3 separate regions of the Rattus norvegicus genome follow, and regions 1 and 2 are each linked to region 3. The links are chromatin contacts, called in public Hi-C maps. All regions are on one chromosome and are shown on one strand. The core of a region is the stretch at or near the end of the contact, and the rest is flanking DNA. Distances in the headings are between cores, read along the strand shown.

The links. Hi-C and Micro-C count contacts between places; a contact is called where the count stands out from the background.
Region 1: a Hi-C map of Schwann cells shows a contact between it and region 3, with 4 times the contacts expected there. The contact joins the enhancer-like site here to the promoter of Cdk6 in region 3. A contact is called at or near these places in 3 of 12 Hi-C or Micro-C datasets (Schwann cells, mammary epithelial cells and psoas muscle) and 1 of 1 datasets of contacts at active chromatin or transcription factors (oligodendrocytes).
Region 2: a contact with region 3 is called in a Hi-C map of Schwann cells, with 2.4 times the contacts expected there. The contact joins the enhancer-like site here to the promoter of Cdk6 in region 3. A contact is called at or near these places in 2 of 12 Hi-C or Micro-C datasets (the Rat2 cell line and Schwann cells).

The regions. Positions count from the first base shown.
Region 1 is chr4:31,685,995-31,688,694 of GRCr8, forward strand. The region is part of intron 3 of Cdk6 (cyclin-dependent kinase 6); the gene reads right to left. Among named protein-coding and RNA genes, the nearest start is that of Cdk6, 94 kb to the right of the region's middle. Within about 2 kb of position 1,342, at least 58 of the 93 cell types and tissues checked have an H3K27ac peak or open chromatin away from gene starts, as enhancers often do. A contact at or near this core is called in Schwann cells, where this site is marked.
Region 2 is chr4:31,883,380-31,886,079 of GRCr8, forward strand. No RefSeq gene overlaps it. Among named protein-coding and RNA genes, the nearest start is that of Cdk6, 100 kb to the left of the region's middle. Within about 2 kb of position 1,287, at least 5 of the 93 cell types and tissues checked have an H3K27ac peak or open chromatin away from gene starts, as enhancers often do. A contact at or near this core is called in Schwann cells, where this site is marked.
Region 3 is chr4:31,780,125-31,782,824 of GRCr8, forward strand. Cdk6 (cyclin-dependent kinase 6) reads right to left here and starts at 1,378. Exons shown (of 7, transcript NM_001191861.2): 1 at 1,146-1,378. The coding sequence starts at 1,378.

The DNA.
Region 1 (2,700 bases), core at 92-2,591, 94 kb before region 3:
CATGGTTACAACAGAGGCCTTGAGAAACCTTAATCTTTAAATAAAGACACAGCATACAGGAAACGTAACTGTACCAGTTAGGGTGGTGAGGAGGGGTTTGTGATCATGAGTCAGGAAGGATAAGGCCCGAAGGTTAACGGACACCCAGACAGACATTCGCAATAGAAACGCTCATCTGCTGGGGTTCGAGAGGGTCAAGTTATTATCAGAAGGGGCAAAGCAGCGTGAGATGATTAAATGGTATCTGTGCCTGTGTGTTCACAACTGATGATGCCATTACGCAGGCTGTGCAGTGGGAAGAGCTGGAAATGTACCCACCGATTTCCTGTGAAAACAGGGAGTTGGGAAGCAAAGGACAGTGAAACATTTGGTGGTATTAGATAATTAGTCGGATAAACTGATGTGTATGCCTGGTGACGAGGAGAGACCAGGAGGTTGCGGTGACACTGTAAACAAATGTATAAGCAAGTCCCGAGCTGGGATTCATTATTTAGGTACTGGAGAATCAGGCCTCACTGTCTTACTCACCCCCTGTAAAACATGAGCTGAATGTCTAAGAACGGGTAAGCCAAATGTTACAAAATTTCATTCGCATATCTTGACTGACATTACGAGATTATCAAAGCTCAGAGAAAATGAGGTTGTGACAGCTGCAGACAAGAAGTTCACACAGGCGAAGAATTAAAAAGGACACAAAAGTCCTACTTATAGAAACATTGTTTTTCATGCACTTCCAAGGACCATGCATGCCTCACAGTCTGGGCATGGAAATAATACCTTTGGGTCAGGCATGCTTACAAAGAGGAAGCTGTCTTATTACATAAAGTTGCGGATCATTTCCTGACACAGCACTCAAGTGTATTCCCATAGAGATGTTAAAGGCAGGAACATCACAGCTCACCTATTTTTTTTTGTCTAGAACTAATACATAACAGTGACCACTTACGAAGGAGCTGGCCTTAGGTGGGCGAATGAATGCCTATCTTTTATGGACAAGGAGAACGGTTATGTATTCGCGTTGCCAGCAGGGCTTGGCATACTATGCCCACATATCCACACCCGCCTACAGCAGTTTTCCCGTACACTGCAGAACCCACTCTCTTTTGTACATGGGAGAAACTCATACAGTAATCATCGATGGCTGTGAGCAGAGTCAGCCTATCAGACGGCGACTCAGCCATGTTTTATTACAGCCGAGAATGAGCCACCGAGGACCTGGACAAGTTCTCGTGTTTGTTTTGGCCCTGGCATTTTCCACGTACGCAGCCCTGGGAATCCTAAAGAAAATGTGTCCTGTTCCCAGCTCTGCACTGCCCCCATTGTGTTCCACTTCCCTCACTGGTCAAAGTGAAAACGAAACTCACACAAACACCCCATTGTTAGCTATGAAATATGTACTGGCAACTGCATGTATTAACAAAACAATCCTGCTTGTGTCATGGCAAGATGTTGAGACCGGAGGGTGTTCCAGGAGCCTTTGCAGCTTCAGAGGTGTGTCCTGAACTTTCGCTGAGGTGCTGAGGCGACAGGACTGTGGGGTTTTTCCATGACATCCATGTAACGCTCCGGGTTTGATTCATTCAGTATGCACTGGCAGCCTCTGGAGGGTTCTGTGGGAGCCACTCAGCTGCCGAGCCTGGGGCTCAAACCGTGCCAGGTCTCCATAGTAAACACAACATGCGCGGAGAGGAAACAAACATAAAGAATTTATTTTCTCGGGTAAAAGATGACATTGTTCTTCAACTCCTGGTCCTACTTCACTCTGTCACTGGAGCGTGCCAACTGGGTGTCCTGGAAGGAGTCTATTCCAGGCACACATACAGAAAACAAGTGTGGATTACTTGATGCACACACATCCAGTGGCCCTGACTGCAAAGGATGGATGGACGGACCGCGCTGTGACCCTTGCAAACATCCCCACATCCTGGCACAGAGGTGACAGGTGTGGGTTCTCTGGCTTCAGCCTTGATAGATCCATGTGTCACGCGGGCTCCGCAGAACGGGAAATTCTTCCTCGATTGCATTTTCCTGTTTCTAAAGATACAATTCCTTCGTGTGACTGATACGTTCAGATCTATTTCCCAATTTTGCCTGTAAGCTCTGAGAGCAAAGACCTTGTCCACTTTAGTTCAGCATCACCTCTGAGGTTCATGGACAGAACCTGGCACAGAGGAGGTGACTGGCAATTGTTGACTGAAAGCCAGAACTCCATTTCCTTTCCTTTCCTAGGCATATAAAAGTCTCTGAAATCGAATAGTTTCTCCAGTGTTTACCAAGTGCTAATAACACAGAGACAGGGACACATGCAAATGCACACATGCGTACACATGTGTGCACATGTACGTACGTACACACACACACACACACACACACACACACACACACACACACACACACACACTCCTATTGCACTGGCCTGAGGCAGTGTAAGCAGTTTGAATAGTGTCAGACTGGCAGTACTAAACCTTCAGAATTTTATCAGTGCCACTGAAAATTCCTTTAATTTTTTCTTTTGTACTTCTTATGTCTCTAACAACAGCCTTATTAGGTTTACTACTGTCTTTGGTGATTATTACACGGAAAAATGTTTGCAAGACTGTACGACTTTCAACGCGGAAGACGTGGATGGACTCAGAGAAAGAGCTTCAGAGGAAAGTCACAATGGGAAAAAATGCCGTAAAGCTTTTACAAAGATCTAAG
Region 2 (2,700 bases), core at 37-2,536, 100 kb after region 3:
TTCCTTCAGTGTAGCACATCTGGTCACTGATTTGAGTTCTCACATTCTGTATAAATAACCTATAACATGTACTTAGGCTATTACTAATTCATAGCTCACTTTTCCAGACTATTACAGAACTATTTACTTTTATAAGGGCAGCAGTTGTTTCATAAAATTCTTTCAGAACTAGCTTTTTTGAACCCAGGTGGATTCCACATGTGTGAACAAAGGAGCTACAATCCTAACCATGCCATGGATTGGAATGTATTTTTTTTCAGTCATTCTTGAGAATGTAGAAAGAGATCCTGCTATATGTCAGTATTCAGGAAGTGAGTTATCTAATGAACTTTCTAATGAAGTAGACTGCTATGTGTAGCCTTCAGTAAAAGCTTTTGGGAACTCATAAATAAAATGCGTCTGACCCAGGTGTTAGTAATCAAATTTAGAATATTTTAAAACAATATTCTCAGCCATGAAACCCTAATGCATATTTCTTTTTCTTTTCTTTCTTTTTGCAGTACTGGGGGTTGCAGCGTCTAAGATATGCTAGGGTGGCTCTCTGTCCCTGAACTTTGTCCCCATTCTTCCTAACATAAATTGCAAAAAAAATTTTTTTCTTTTCTTTCTTTGTTTTCTTTCTTTTTTTTTTAAAGTATCTGGTCAGCAGGCTAATGTTCTTTTAGAGCATGCCTCTGATGAGAACTTGACTACTGCATTATATTTTGAGGATTGTATACAATTGTGATTTATGCTCTTTTGCACACACGAGGGCAGGGGGAGTCCCCTTTAAACAGAAAGCTGCTTCAATGAATAAGCATGCCATTAATTCATGATTCAAGATGTCATAGTTTGGATGAGATAACCAAATTCCTCAGATGGTTCAGCTGAAAACAGCTGTTTCCTTCAGAACCAGTTGGAGATATTTGAGTGGAAAATGGTAAGCTGGAAAAATAATGGGCACACAGTTATTGCCACAGTTATTACTGGAAATATGAGGTGATTAAAAATCATGCAGGGATTACTTCTATTAAGAAGTTTTTCTTCCCGTTGCTTTTTCCAAGAAACTACTTTCAAATGAAATGTCATTGGAGCTTGCCTGTTGTTGATGGATTTAAATCATTTTCTGAGCGTGCCTTTGAAGTCTTTGGCGATCGTTATGAAAAGAATGACCCCAAATTCTTTGCAAATTCTCAGTCCTGAAGGTAACAATACCATTTTGCGTTACAAAGAGTCTTCTATTCAGCTCTCAAATCTTCACGTGCAGATGAAGTGTTTCAGTGATTGGTGATATGTCACCATTGACACAGTGTAACCTCGAGCTTCAGTTCTTTGCATGGAGAGAAACTTTCTTTAAAATGTGAACACACAGTCTCTACCCCATCGCACAAAATCTCCACGTCACACCTTCTTGCTTGCTGTCCTGTTTGTTCACACTGAGGCGAGGTCAATGCAATCTTTTCTCAAAGCAACTGCTCACAAAAAAAAAAATTCTTAAAAAACAAAACGCCCATGTTTTCTGGCAGAGCAACAATGTACCAGTCAAAATAGTTTTATTTAATGACTGAGCATGGTTAGCTGGCTCCCCATAATTCATTTTATAATTGGGAAAATTGTACCACTTCTGTCTGATAGTGTCAGAGTAGTGATCTGGAGCCACTGAGCAGGAGTTTCCAACAACAACAACAAAAAAAAAAATTAAGTTTTTCCACTTTATAACTCAAGAAGAATTTAGGACCAGGGCAGTTATAGACTCTAGAGATTGTTTTCATGTCCAGGGTTTAGTTCAAATTTCAGACAGGAAGGAAGCATGGGCATAGTTTGATTTCCAAAAACAAAGTTTTATTTGTCAAATCTCACTTCCTCATATACTTATTGATACAAGTCTAATATTAAACACATTAAGCTCTCAAAAAAGTTTTAGTAATGAATGAGTAAAGAAAAGTAATCACTATAATCCTCCTCTGTGAGTTTCTCTAACATGTATGCATTCACCTGATTCTTTCAACCGGGACCTCTAGTTCTTCGAAAGTTTCAACTGCAAAATGTACATGGAGTGCATCAATGGGTGATTGAAAGCTGTATACTCCCAGCTGTAATAATATATATGACTTTGGTGGTAAACATCATGACTTCATATGCCCTACTATGCGTATGATCCAAGAGTATCTAGACATTGTTGTCTTTAAAAACGAAAAGATTTATTTTTTTATATCCTTCCGTGTGTGAGCCCATATGTCTGTGTGCCCCATGTCTATACTGTGGAGATCAGAAGATAATGTTGGAGTACCCCATAACTGAAGTTACAGATGGTTGTAAGCCACCCAATATGGGTCTAGGAATGGAACCCAGGATCCCTAGAAGAACAATACACTTTTTGTTGCCAATGAGTCAACTCTCCAGCCATAAATCTTTCATGAGAACCTATATGACTCCCCAGTTAAGAACCTGTAAGAGCCTACATCTTTGTATCAGAGCTGAAACATAGAAATTTGTTGGGGGGGGGGTCGGTCCAAAGTTGTTATATATTCAGATGCTAAATTCTGGCCCTCACGATTTACTTACAGTTCCACGAGCACATTCTCTTGAGCATAAAATGATGTTGTATAAACTTTGCTCTCCAGTCTTCTCTGAGTGGTTTTATGAAAGAAACCACAGTCAATTACTGGGAGAATAGAGGTAGGCAGGGCTGGATGCCAAATGTAAATGCATTTTAAAAAG
Region 3 (2,700 bases), core at 128-2,627:
CCTTTTGGATGACTAATGCTACATTGTTTGACTTTCTACAAAAATATTTAGCTGTGCTTATTTACATAATTTCATCCCCAGGGCATACAGTAGGCACATATTGGTTGTAAGGAATCCCAGACGAAAAGAAGAGCTGCGAATGGTAAACTCTAATTTTATGGAAAATTTATGGAAAGGTCTGTGCTTTCCCTTTTAACTTCCAGCAATGCAACTGCTTAAAAAGAGAGAAGGATAAAAGGCACAGTGGGGGAAATCCCAGCATCTTCTAGAAAACACCATTATCTTCAATCGCAGGAGAGTTGGTTAAGAATGCTTCCTCACCCACCTGCACAACTTTTCCAGGGAAACAGGTCTTAAAATCTAAAGCGCAGACTCACATCTAACCCCCAAGAGAGGCAGTCTAAGTCAGAACATACCAGTCCACAGATACTAAATGATACAGACAATCAGGTAGCGGTTTGAGAAGCAAGTGCCCGCCTCCCCACCCTCCCTCCCTCTCTTTTCTCAAATAGGGTCTTTTGTAGCTCAGGCTGGCTTCGAACTCTGGATCTTCCTGATTCAGTGTTCCTAGTACCCAGCCTCGAAAGACATTTTTCAAACAATGTTTAACACTAGGCATCAGAGTAGAAACTTCTGAACTTCTAAGACCATCAGAAGTCATTCTACAACTATATATATATATATATATATATATATATATATATATATATATATATATATATATATATATGCCACCAATGTGGGTGTGATTGGCAAACACATTCTTACACATTTCTGCATTTTCTTAAATTTTATTTACATTATGCTCCACCCTTTATCACAAGCTGGATAACTACCTCACTCTGTCTCTCAAAAACTCCCCCACGAACGGGAAAAGTTAAATAAGGGCTGGAGGGGCGTTTCTGGGGGTTGTTGGGTTTTGTCCCTAAAAGACACCCAACGCCCCCGGATCCCTTGAGGCAAGCAGAGTGAAAGCTCGTCAGAATTGCTTGGCTGTTGGGAATTCACCGCAGGTCTCCTTTTCTGCCCTGTCCAGCAAGGTCATCGGTTTTATCTGGGGAAACTCAACTCTTACTCTAGTTGGGTCACCAGCCGCCCCTTGCCCAGCACCTTCCCGGACCGGATAGCCAGGGCTCTAGGCTCACCTGACCACGTTGGGGTGCTCAAAGGTCTCCAGGTGCCTCAGCACCGCCACCTCGCGGATGGTGGAGAGCGGCATGCCCTCCTCTCCGGTCTGCACTCGCACGCGCTTCAGAGCCACGAAGCGGCCGCCGTTCTTCAGGTCGCGGGCCTTGAACACCTTCCCGTAGGCGCCTTCCCCGATCTCCGCCACGCACTCATACTGCTGGTCGGCGCGACTCAGGCTGTCCTTCTCCATGCTGGCTGGAGGCTGCCGGCGCGGCACAGTGGAACCGGGTGCTCACTGGTTGCCTTATACGCCTCCGGGACGCCCGGAGTCGGACTCGCGGCCGCCGGGCTGGACGGACCGACCTCTTTGCCCGCGGGCTCAAGCCGGGCGCAGCCGCCGCGAAACTCCGCCTAGCCGAGTCGCCGCGCTGCGGCCGCAGGAGAGCGCCGATCCCTCCTCTTCCCCCTCCGCAGCGATTACATAGTCTGCCCACAATCTCTGCACCTAGGAGGAGGAGACGGGAGGACAAGGAGAAAGTGTGATCAGGCTGCTTGGGAGACTTCACCGGGTTCCACCAGCTCCCCTCCTCCTCCCCTCTATTCGCCCCAGCTGCCTAATCCGGCCGGGTTTCTCCGAGAAAAACCAAGTTACTTTTTCTTCCCCAGCAGGGCTCGTGCAGTCTTCGCGAGGAGAGGTTGCTCCGGCCCCTCGGGGATGAGCGCCGCGCGGGAGGCAGCGGGACGAGAGGGGGCGTGCCGAGCAACCCAGAGTGTGCCGGGAGCGCGGGGGAGGGGAAGCGGCGGGCGCGTCAATGTCACGGCTCAATATTTATACCTATACCGTTGTTCTCAGCTGCCCTCTCTGACTCCGGGGGCCTGGACGTGCGGGGAACGGGGCGTCCTGGGGGAGTTCAGAAGCTGGCGTGAATGCACCAGGGGTTCACCCATGTGGGGCAGCAGAACCGGGTTGGGGCTCCCAGGACCCTGTAACCCGATGCTGGGAGTATGCGAGTAGGGGTGGTCAGACATCTGCTCGGAAATTGCTTCCTTTCTTTCTACTTTCAGTTTTTCTACCGAGAGACATTTAAAAGGGACTCGCTCACACAAATGGTCTTTGGGGGTATGGCAAGCTTAGTGGGAGACGAAATTCTGCCTCCGACTCGGAGGACCTCCCTGGTGGAAACTCTGGGAGGACAGACCATCTGGTAGAGGAGGGCTGGGGCTACTAGAGATGGGAGAGCGAGGGGCCCTGGAAGGGGAGAAGTGCTTCCCCCCCACACACACACTAATCCCAAGGGTGTGGGGAAGGCTCGTCCTGTACGGAAAAAGTAACTTCGGGATTTAGCTAGCTAAACCGGGCTGGTCCTAAAGTTTTCAACCCGTGCAAAAGCAACCGCCCTTACGACGGTGGGGGTGAAGGGTAGTAAACGTAGGTCTCCGGGGTGTGAGAGGAGACTGCCCTTGTGTCACGACCACCGAACCTCTGCCCGATATTCCGGGACGGCTGGAGGTCGGTAGCCGAGACGGTCGTTCGGTTCCCCAAAGTCTGGAGGCCAGGTCCCACGCGTAGTC